Regions from separate parts of the Mus musculus genome. Here region 1 is linked to region 2. Evidence: chromatin contacts called from public promoter capture Hi-C data. All regions are on one chromosome and are shown on one strand. The core of a region is the stretch at or near the end of the contact, and the rest is flanking DNA. Distances in the headings are between cores, read along the strand shown.

Region 1 (4,621 bases), core at 1,197-3,696, 210 kb before region 2:
GATGAAGGACACAGATCTTCCGTTCAATTGGGTGGTGGAATTAACCATTATGTTAGTAATACAGAACATGCAACAAGCTTAAAGACTAAGCCAAATTTAACACAACAGAACTCAATAGAATAAGATGGAGTGTTGGACACAAATTGTAGTGAATGTAGGTTGAAGAAGGCCTCTGATAAACATTTGCTATGGAAACAACAAACAACAGAAAATGCTCCAAGGATATACTTCTGAACAAAGCAGGTACACAGCTTTCCACTGTGACTTTTAAATGAAACTTTGGATGCAGTTCTAGGGATTTTAAGAAGGACACTGGGCAAGGAAAAAGATAATAGAGATGGATATGTACTCAGACAAACTGAAGCATTCTCCTGCAGAGTCAAGAATAGGCATGTTGGGGCTGGAGAGTGTGGCCAAAAAGGCATACCACTTTTGGATAAGGCCCAAGTTTGGCTCCTAGCACCAATGTTGGTTGGGCAGCTCACAACCACTCTCCATCTAATTCTATGTGATTTAATGTCCCCCTTCTGGTCTCTGTGGAAAGATAGCCATGTGCATGTAATTAAAAATACACATAAATCTTTAAAAAAAAAAAGGCCTATAGAGTCCAGAAAGCAGATGTGTAAATCTGTTGAGAGGTATCATATCATGGGGATCTTTGCAAGTCAGTGTCAGCTATAGCTAGATTTCCAGAGCAGTGACATCAATCAATAGGTAAATGTGGGTACTACTACCTTTAAAAAAAAGACCTTCAGTCTTGTCTGCACATTATGATCAACCACCTGATTCATCAGTCAGGTGTAGGGTTCCATTCCAAAGACTGTATGAACACTCTTTTATGATTCTAAGATATTAGCTGGGAGAGGCCATGACTACAAGACTACTCATTGGGAAGTTCAGTAGGTAAACATCTTGCTTTCTCTCAAGTCATTTTCTGATTTGAGAAGACAAGTGGAAATTAACTCAGAATTATACACTACAGCTAGGCACTGATACAATTCATTCTACTAAAATAAATACCTCAACACAGGGCCTGGCATACAGTAAACTTTTAATAAATATTAGCCATTTGTATCTTTTGTTGCATGGAGTATTATAGTAATTATATGCTATAGATGAGACACAGCCTCTGAAGGTGGCTTAGCTTTCAGTAAACTGAAAAGTAAGGATTTGAATACTGCTTCACAGTACTACTCTGGTTAGAACTTTCTCACCACAGGCCTGTCCAAATATCAGGAAGTTAACGCAAATTAGTGATTTATCTGAGTTAGCATTTAAAAGCCTAACAGTAGTATTTCTTTTCTTTTTTTTCTTTTTTTTTTTTTTAATCCGTGGTGAGGAGCCACTTTTGATTGCAAAATCTGTAACTTTTCCTAATAGTGTGGTTGCCTGGAAGCGCCCTTGGGTCTCCATAGTCTGTCAGAACTCCGAGCAATTGTTAGCAAACAGGGTTGAGTAAAACCGCCCATTCTTACGAACGGGTAAGTGTCTCTCGAAAAGCTGCCTTTTCATAGAATCTAGTAGGTTAATTCTCTTTAACTCTGAGGAAGGAGATCCAACCCTGGACCGGTTAGAGTTTGTATTGGATGGCTACATTTCATTGAAAGAATAAACAAAAGTTGGGTGCATATCTCTCTCACGCGCGCGCGTACACACACAAACACACACACACACACACACACACACACACACACACACACACACACACACACACGAAATAAGATAAAGTTTCCTTTGTGAACTGCAAACTCTAAAGGATCTTCCCCCAATCCTTTATCTTTGCTGATTAAAATCAGTTCAGCTTACAGGGTTCCTTGCGGTAGGATTCCCTGTATTTTGCAACTCCATTCTAGGCGACAACTGCTTCGGATTAGGTGGATTTTCCCCTTTCTCTTTGAGAGTAAAACTGATTCAGGAAAGGGGGGAAGGGAGGGAGGCGTCGGGAGTGTAACTATTTTGGAGCCTGGAGAGGGGGTTGGCCGCTAGCTTTGGTAGTGGGATTCTTTAAATTCTCGGCTTTCCTCTTCCAGCGCTTTAAAAAACGAATCGGCCCCTCCTCCCCCGGCCTCCAGAAATTATCTTTCCTTTGGGTGAGATTCCAGAGTGGAACTTGAAGCTCTTGGGTCAGGAGAAATCAGAGCTGTAGGAACCAAAGCGGCGGGGCGGGGCGGGGCAGGGCAGGGCAGGGTGCTTGGGGTTCTGTGGGGTCCTGTGGTGTCTTGTGGGGTCCGGGCCGCAGCGACCGGAAGGCAGAGCCTCGCGTGGAGCCGTGATCTGGGGCGCCGGAGGAGAGCCCGTGCGGAGGTCCGGATTGGGCTGGGCGGGGGTCCCGCTCTCCCCCTCCCCATCCTCGCCTCCCGGGCTCTGCTGACGTTGCGGCTTCCTCCGCCCCAGGCAGAGCCCTGCCGCGGCCCACCCCCCTCTCTCCGCCGACGGTCTCCGCCCAGTCCGCACGGCGGCTAGAGGCTGCAGCGGCGCACCCCGGGCGCAGCGCCCTGAGCTCGGATGGCTCGGCGCGCAAGCTGAGGGCCCGACTCCAGGGGTCCGGAGTCCCGGCGCCCCACGGGGACGCAGAGAGAGGACGCCCGGGAGGACGGAGCGGTGAGTGATGGGCTGGGTTGGGCGCTGCTCTGGGCCACGCTCCAGGAAGCTACCCTCCTGTGGCTCCATGGGTCTACACTGGACCGGTCCCTACGGACCAGCTTGAGCCACGTCCCCCGCTGCGCGTCGATTTCCCTGTGGACTGAGCATCTCGGGCCAGCTCTGCTGGCTCCGTGATCTCCTACCCGGGTACCCAGCTCAGACAGCAGCACCGAGATCAGGAGCGAATGGCGGGGACTGGACGTGCTCCCGAGTTTCCAGAGGTTTGGAGATAGCACACCCTTGCGTTCCCTTCCTATGCTACACCAGTTATCTAGGGATGGTAGTGGTCGTGTGCTCCCATGCTGGTTGTGCCTGTGCGACCTCCGGACCGCCAACGCCCAGAAAGCTGCTTCTGAGTCACCCCCAGCCACAGGATTCCAGCGCCCCTGCACTCCAACACCCCAGAGTGATTGGGCAACCTCAACCCGAGGCCGCCTGGGCCAATCGGGGGCCCGGCAGGCGGGCTTGACTCGGGCTGGGGAGCACTGTAAGCGATGCCACATGGGCTCAGAATCTGTCGAGGCTGGATCTGAGCTAACTTTGTGAACTGAGAACTTTCTCATCTCTCCTTTGAGGCAACAGCCTCCGTTTAGGCCAGCTGGCATTCATAACCTAATCCTTTGCTTCCAATGCAAGAGGCCGGCCTCTTTCACCTGGAATTCTTTAGGTCAGGAACTGACACGTTGGTTTCTAGAGATTTTCTAGTGGATTCTTGAAAACATTTGGTGTTTATTGCTGCTTAATCAACAATATCTTAAGGAAGGTAGAATCTTCTAGAAATATTTTCATATTCTTTCACATTACAGAATTTTCACTTTTACTAATTGTCTTTTCAGCTTTTACATCTTCTTAATAAATGATAGTACTAGTGAAGTTAAAAAAAAGATTCATTAGTGTCACTTCAAAATTATGTGTCTGTCTGGGAGTATATGCACAGGACTATAGACAGGTGCCTGCAGAGGTCAGAAGAACATTAGATGTGTTAGTATGGTAGCTACACTCTGAGCATCCTAATGTGGGTGCTGGGAAATGAACTCTGGTCCTGGACAAGAGCAGTACCAGTTCTTGACCACTGAGCCATCTCTACCCCTTATGAAACCAAAATTTTGTAGAAGATTTTGGACTATACTACTAGAGAGAACTACAAAATGTAACGTGCATGGGAAAAATAAAACAGGATTACCCTATTATTTGTTCACACATTACTATTTTCCTTTAATCCTGTACAAATGTGGTCTTTTTGGGGGGGGGGTAGTAAATTCTATTCTACTGAAAAGGGAGAAAATTTTGGATTTAACATGTGTTTACTATAGTGACACTCCTTGAGGGCTTAACCAAAAGCATGAGTGTGGGTTACTAGGACAGGGAGTGGGTACACGAGATACAGCCCCTGCTTTCTTGGAGTGTCTTTGGCTGTAGAAAGAGGAATATGAGACTAAGCAATATGGAGGACTTGAATGTCGGCAGAGTCCTTTAGTCATTATCAGAACATGATATCAGTCTTAGTTTCAATAATTATACGAAAACACTGGTCTACAAAGTACATTTTAATATCCAGATTAAAAAGAGACAGTGAAATCATTCAGTAAAAGAGACTTTTTTTTAAAGTTCCTTGACAAGGAGGGAAATTGACAGCAGGATACAATCTGCATGGTGGGGTTTTAGCCCAGAAAAAGACCATGATAAGAAGTCGGTGGATTCTCCCAGTTAAATCAGTCACATCTTAGTGAGTAGTTCTTGTGCATGTGTCTGCACTAGTACTTAGCAGTAGTTCACAAATCAGCTGAAGTGGTCCATTTCAATGAGATAAGTGGTGTGTGTGTCTGGGGGCAGGAGGTTGCAGTGCTGTTGTGGCGGGACCTAGGGCCATCCTTCACAGAACCTTAGTACTGTCTTAGTATAGAAAATTATTTCAGTCTCTGAGACAATTTTTAGACAAATGCATTCTGGGATGAAACAAAGTTTTGTTTTGTTTTTT
Region 2 (5,042 bases), core at 1,537-4,036:
CTTCTGAAAATGAGAACCTTATATTTAACCATAAAACCTTAGAATTCTTTGATAGGGGAAAGACTACATAGTTCCATTTCGATCTGCCCTTACCTGTGTTACTTCCAGGTATTTTTCTCAAGATTCTTGTCTTCTAATTGGAAATACCAAGCTCTTATCATTTTGTACGTTTTATATACTTTTAGAATCGCTTGTCCTGATCCTTGTGCTCTGTTGGATTCAAATGTTCCCTGAAGAGGCTTGAGAAGCTTTCACTGCTCTTGACTCGGTTACTCTGTGGCCTGGACTCAGTGCTCTGAGCCTAGCCTTTAATGGCTGAGCCATCTCTCCAGCCCTATATCTTGTTTATATAGACTATAGTTTACATAGGCTCTCTATATTCTCATTGGATTGAATACCAGTAACCTAGATTCTTAAGAGGGAAGGAAGATAACCTTTGCACAGATGGAGTAGTACTGTGGTATCCTGCTATAGCGACTTCAGGCCATCTGCAAAGTAGGTTTGTTGAGGCAGAGCCTGGCCATTGCTTCTCATAGGGCTTAGACATTTAGAGCCTTTTCCATCTGTTGTATGTAAAGGGAACTAGGCTAGTCCCATCTGACAGTCAATTAAGTAAGAAATTACAGATCAGCTTTGATGATATGCATATCTGCTGCTTCTTGGTAAGCTGAGCTGTGGGGCTGGACTCAGTGATTGTCCACCAGTGAGTCCTCGTTTTCAACTATAGCTTGCTACATTTACATTAAGTAGTCTATGAGCCTACTTTAAAATAGCAAGATTCTAGGCTATGACTGTGAAGATTGGAGTTGCTCTTCTATTGTCAGTCTCTGCTGATCAACTTCAGAACAATTTGCACTGGTAGCCTGAGAGTCATCCCTACCCCCAACCTCCAGTTCCCTGAGCGCGCGCACACACACTCGCACACACACACACACACACACACACACACGTTTTTTCTGGATTATAAGATGAGGCTGTTTTACTCTTCACAGCTGGGAACAATGTGGAGGTGGATGAGTCATTGTTCCAAGAAATGGACGATTTGGAGCTAGAAGATGGTGAAGATGATCCTGACTACAATCCTGTTGCCCCAGGGAGTGACTCCTCAGACTGATGGACTGTCCCAGTCTCCAGAGAGGCGTGACCGCCACAGCATCTGTGGCTATGCTAGAGGGTTTGGATCTTCCTTTTGTTTTTTTCTAAGAAAAAACATATTTTTCAGGAGAATATTCTTCTGATAACTTTCATCATTGAACTTAATAAACTGCCCATAAAATTTCAAATATAAAGTGTTTACTTCCTCTTATTGATGAACAGTTTAGATGTTTTATGACTTAGTGTTGCAGAGAGCCCCCACCTGTATCACTGATGTAGGCTGCTGCTATGGATGCTTGATTTTACAAATAAGGAATGGGCGTGACTTGGAATTTCTATGCTGGGGTCAGTGGTTACTTTGGATTCCAAATGTCTTACGAGAAGAATGAGTGACAGTAACCAACCTGGACTCCTAGTGCCTGGCACAATAATTTTGAGTTTTAACCAAATTAGAAGTTCAACTATTATGTTTGGAGGAATAAAATAGACTTTATTATAGTGGTGGCAGTATTTGAATCCAAATTTGATGGTTTTGAGGTATGCATTCCTGGGCCTTTTGTGGGTTAGAGCCAGGAGCAGTAGATCCCAACCTGATTTTAAAACAGCTCAGTCTCATTACAGCAGTTCTAGAACTGTTCTAACATGTATTTCTGCCTGAGTCCCTGGCCTGTTGGTTTGTCTTACCTGGGTTAGTGTTTTTCTGGCCATTTAACCAGTTCAAAGACTCTCTTGGGACTGTTTATTATTGGAAGAGAAATATATCTAGATATTCGCATATGGAATGCCCTCTTCATAGTACATTAAGATGGTTGGTTGTGGGTATCAGGTAGGTGAGCCAGGCTTCCTGCTAGCTACCCAGTCTACAGTTTAGAAGGTTGACTTGCCTCTGGTTTATATCACTTGTACTGTTCCAAGTACCTACCTTCAGTCAAAAATGTCTGTCACATACCCACAAATACAGTCTTACTTTGGAACGAGACTTATGATTAAACTCAAACTATTTAAAATAAAACTATCATGCCGGGAGTTGGTGGCGCTCAAATTTAACCTCCCCACTCGGGAGTCAGAGGCAGCAGTATCTCAGTTTGAAGCCAGCCTGGTCTACAGAGCGAGTTCCGGGGCAGCTAGGGCTACACAGAAAAACCCTGTCTTGAGAAAAACCAAAACCAAACAAACAGAAAAGCAAAAACAAAAGGAAAATTGTCATTCTGGAATTTAATACTTTTTGAAGATTGTTTTAGTTGATCTTGATGCCAGGTGGTGGCAAGAACTTTCAGGGTTTCTATGCAGAGCCAAAAGCTTGTGTTATATGAGCTTTTCTCCTCCATAAAAGCGATGGCGAGAAGCTGGTCAGTAGCTGTGTAAGAACCTGGACGAAGCTGTTCAGTTGGGGTAACGAAGCATCGAGGAACAATGTGCCAAGGTCAGGTCTTTGACCCAAGTGCCAACTTGTCCCTCTTTCTTCATGTGACTTACAAGATTTTTAGGTGCTTTGGTACTGAAGTGGGTTTCTACCTTAGTCTTTGTAGAATGTAGGGAAAGCAATGATAAAAAGGCAACCTGACTAGTTCTCTTGACACTTCAAGATTTGTCATGAGAACATAAATCCCAGTTGAATTCATATTCTGGGAGTGAGCCCATGACTCCATTTGTGCAGCAGCCTGAACTGTGGCTGTGGAAAACTTGCTTGATCTTTTGCTACTTGTGCCAAGACATATAAAAATATTAGTAGGATAAAAAGGGAAACACTTGTGTAAATTATGGGAAGAATGAGAATTCTCAGGAGAGTTCAAACCAGTCTTTATACCCACATTCTTGAATAAGACCTCATCCTCTCATCCCTTCATGCTCTTTTTGCCAGCAAAGATTCTTTAGGGCAACTTGAGAAAGTGCTGAGAAACATGCAAAGAGTTAATTGAATATTGTTCAGTTGAGGTCAGACTAAAAGGAAAGGACACTGTCACCTCATTGGAAAGAGAAAATGAGTTCATTACTCTTCACAGACTATGTGTTTAGAATATTTGTAAGCAGCAAAGATGAGCTTTTAGTTTCTAGAAGAAAGATGCCTGTGGGTTGTTAACATGTGCATGTTACCCATTGTTGGTGCCACAGGCTTTGAATGTAGGGAGGTGAGCTATATGACATCACTTGAAGTGTTTTGTGTCAGGTCGGAAGACAAGGCAGGAGTATGTGTCAGGGTGATCACCTGTTTACATTGAAGGAACCATCAGCTGTAGGTGAAGCTTTCAGAAGCTGTGGCACATGCAGTGTGTACACAGGCAGGTGGCATTAGCTTGCCATGCAGTGTGTCCACAGGCAATGGCTTTAGCCAGTGTCAGGCTGCTGCTGTTGAGGTGAAAGTTCACGTGACCTGTTTGTCAGTTTACTTGTATCAAAGGTTGACTAAAGGGATTGTTTTAATTGTTAAGGCACATTCAAAAGGATTTTTTATTTACATCATCAAAGAAAATGACCTATGCTGATTTTCATTTTATATCTAGAACTAATTTTGCATTCTCCAGGGAGAATAACTAAATTGCCACCCAATTCTTATCCTTGACCCAACCTAGATAATGGCATCAGCATTGTAGATGTGCAGTTTAAACCACACAGATTTGTGTTCCCGTTGCTTGCTGGGGACAATCACTTAAAACTTCCATTTAGTAAGCCGGTAACACTGGGCAGCTGCTTTGTGCTTTGTGGCAGTGTTAAATGTTTTTCCCTTCTCCCATGAAGAGAAATAGTGCAGCTCAGCCTACAGTTTTACTGTTGTGACTAGAACCTTAGCTATTCTTAGCTACCACAACAAATGTGGTTAATAATATATCAAATTTTCAGTTGGTCCCCAGACAGGCCAACTCAGTGGCACTGTCGATGGTCCTGAATCATAACGTTACATTGTGTTGTTTCCCATAAGTGTGTGATCTGGGTAAATAGTTCAGGAATACAGAACCACAGAAGAAGGTAGGATGCAGTAGGTAGGAAAAGAGGTTGAGGGAATAAGAGAGACAGACTGACAAATGCTAATGGAAAAGCGTGGCCTTACAAAGGTAGCAAGTTAGGAGAAGTTAGGCATAACTGGGGAGATGGGTGTTACTGGGTACTTCTTTGTGTTACTGTTCTTGATGTTGTTTCCTTGCACAAGATGGAGAGCGTTTTCCTTGGAAAGCCTTCGTGGGAGCATCTGGCACGTTGACTGTCAGAGAGCACACAGTGCACAGTGACATTCACTACACGCAGAACATCCTTGAATTTTTATAGGTCTTTTTTTTTTAGCTTAAAGAAAGATGAAGGATTAAGCTGAACAGTGTTGGCACTTTAACCCCAGCCCTCCAGAGGCAGAGGCAGAGGCAGAGGCAGGTGGATCTCTGTTAGAGGCCAGCCTGGTCTACAGAGCAAGTTTCAGGATAGCCAGGGCTACACAGAGAAATCCTGTCTCAGGTGGTAAAAAGGTGAGGATAAAATATTGAAAAAGATGAGCTTCAAAACTGCTTAGTATTAGGCCAGCAAATGGAAACTATCTAGACTTACCAGTCACAGCAGAATCAGTGGCAGGAAAATGGGAAGGGATCAGTGATTTTCTGATAGTTTCTGCCTTTCAGTCAAAGTCACTTGCTATTATCAGCTGGTATATGGAGTTCTGTTGATTGCAAATCTCCAAACACTTATTTTTATAGTTAAGTTGGGGCTTGTATCTTTCTACCATTGGTACGCGATTCATTATGAACCTGGACACTTTGAACCGGGCCTTGGAAACTAAGCATAAAGGAAAAACAAGATAGTGAAGATTTGTTTCTTAATATTTTTACTCACCAGTGAGGTCTGATACATTTCTTCACATAAATATGTGTGATTCAGTTGTCAAGACTGGGAAGATATTACAGTGAGTGAAAGACCTTGTCTCACAATCATGAAGCCTGAGTTGTATCCCTAGGACTCTGGAAAAG

Evidence for each region. Capture Hi-C pulls out chosen DNA fragments and counts their contacts.
Region 1: a contact with region 2 is called in a promoter capture Hi-C map of adipose tissue. The contact joins the promoter of Dse here to the promoter of A830082N09Rik in region 2. A contact is called at or near these places in 8 of 39 promoter capture datasets (the 3T3-L1 cell line, 3T3-L1-derived adipocytes, the C10 cell line and 4 more), 3 of 115 datasets of contacts at active chromatin or transcription factors (the NIH/3T3 cell line, bone marrow-derived macrophages and embryonic stem cells) and 3 of 9 other capture datasets (adipose tissue, liver and pancreatic islet).

Annotation. Positions count from the first base shown.
Region 1 is chr10:34,205,060-34,209,680 of GRCm38.p6, reverse strand. It overlaps Dse (dermatan sulfate epimerase), which reads left to right and starts at 2,446. Exons shown (of 6, transcript NM_172508.3): 1 at 2,446-2,601.
Region 2 is chr10:33,992,799-33,997,840 of GRCm38.p6, reverse strand. It overlaps A830082N09Rik (RIKEN cDNA A830082N09 gene), which reads left to right and starts at 2,786. Exons shown (of 1, transcript NR_015526.2): 1 at 2,786-5,042. Rwdd1 (RWD domain containing 1) reads left to right here. Exons shown (of 7, transcript NM_025614.3): 7 at 993-1,286. The coding sequence ends at 1,114.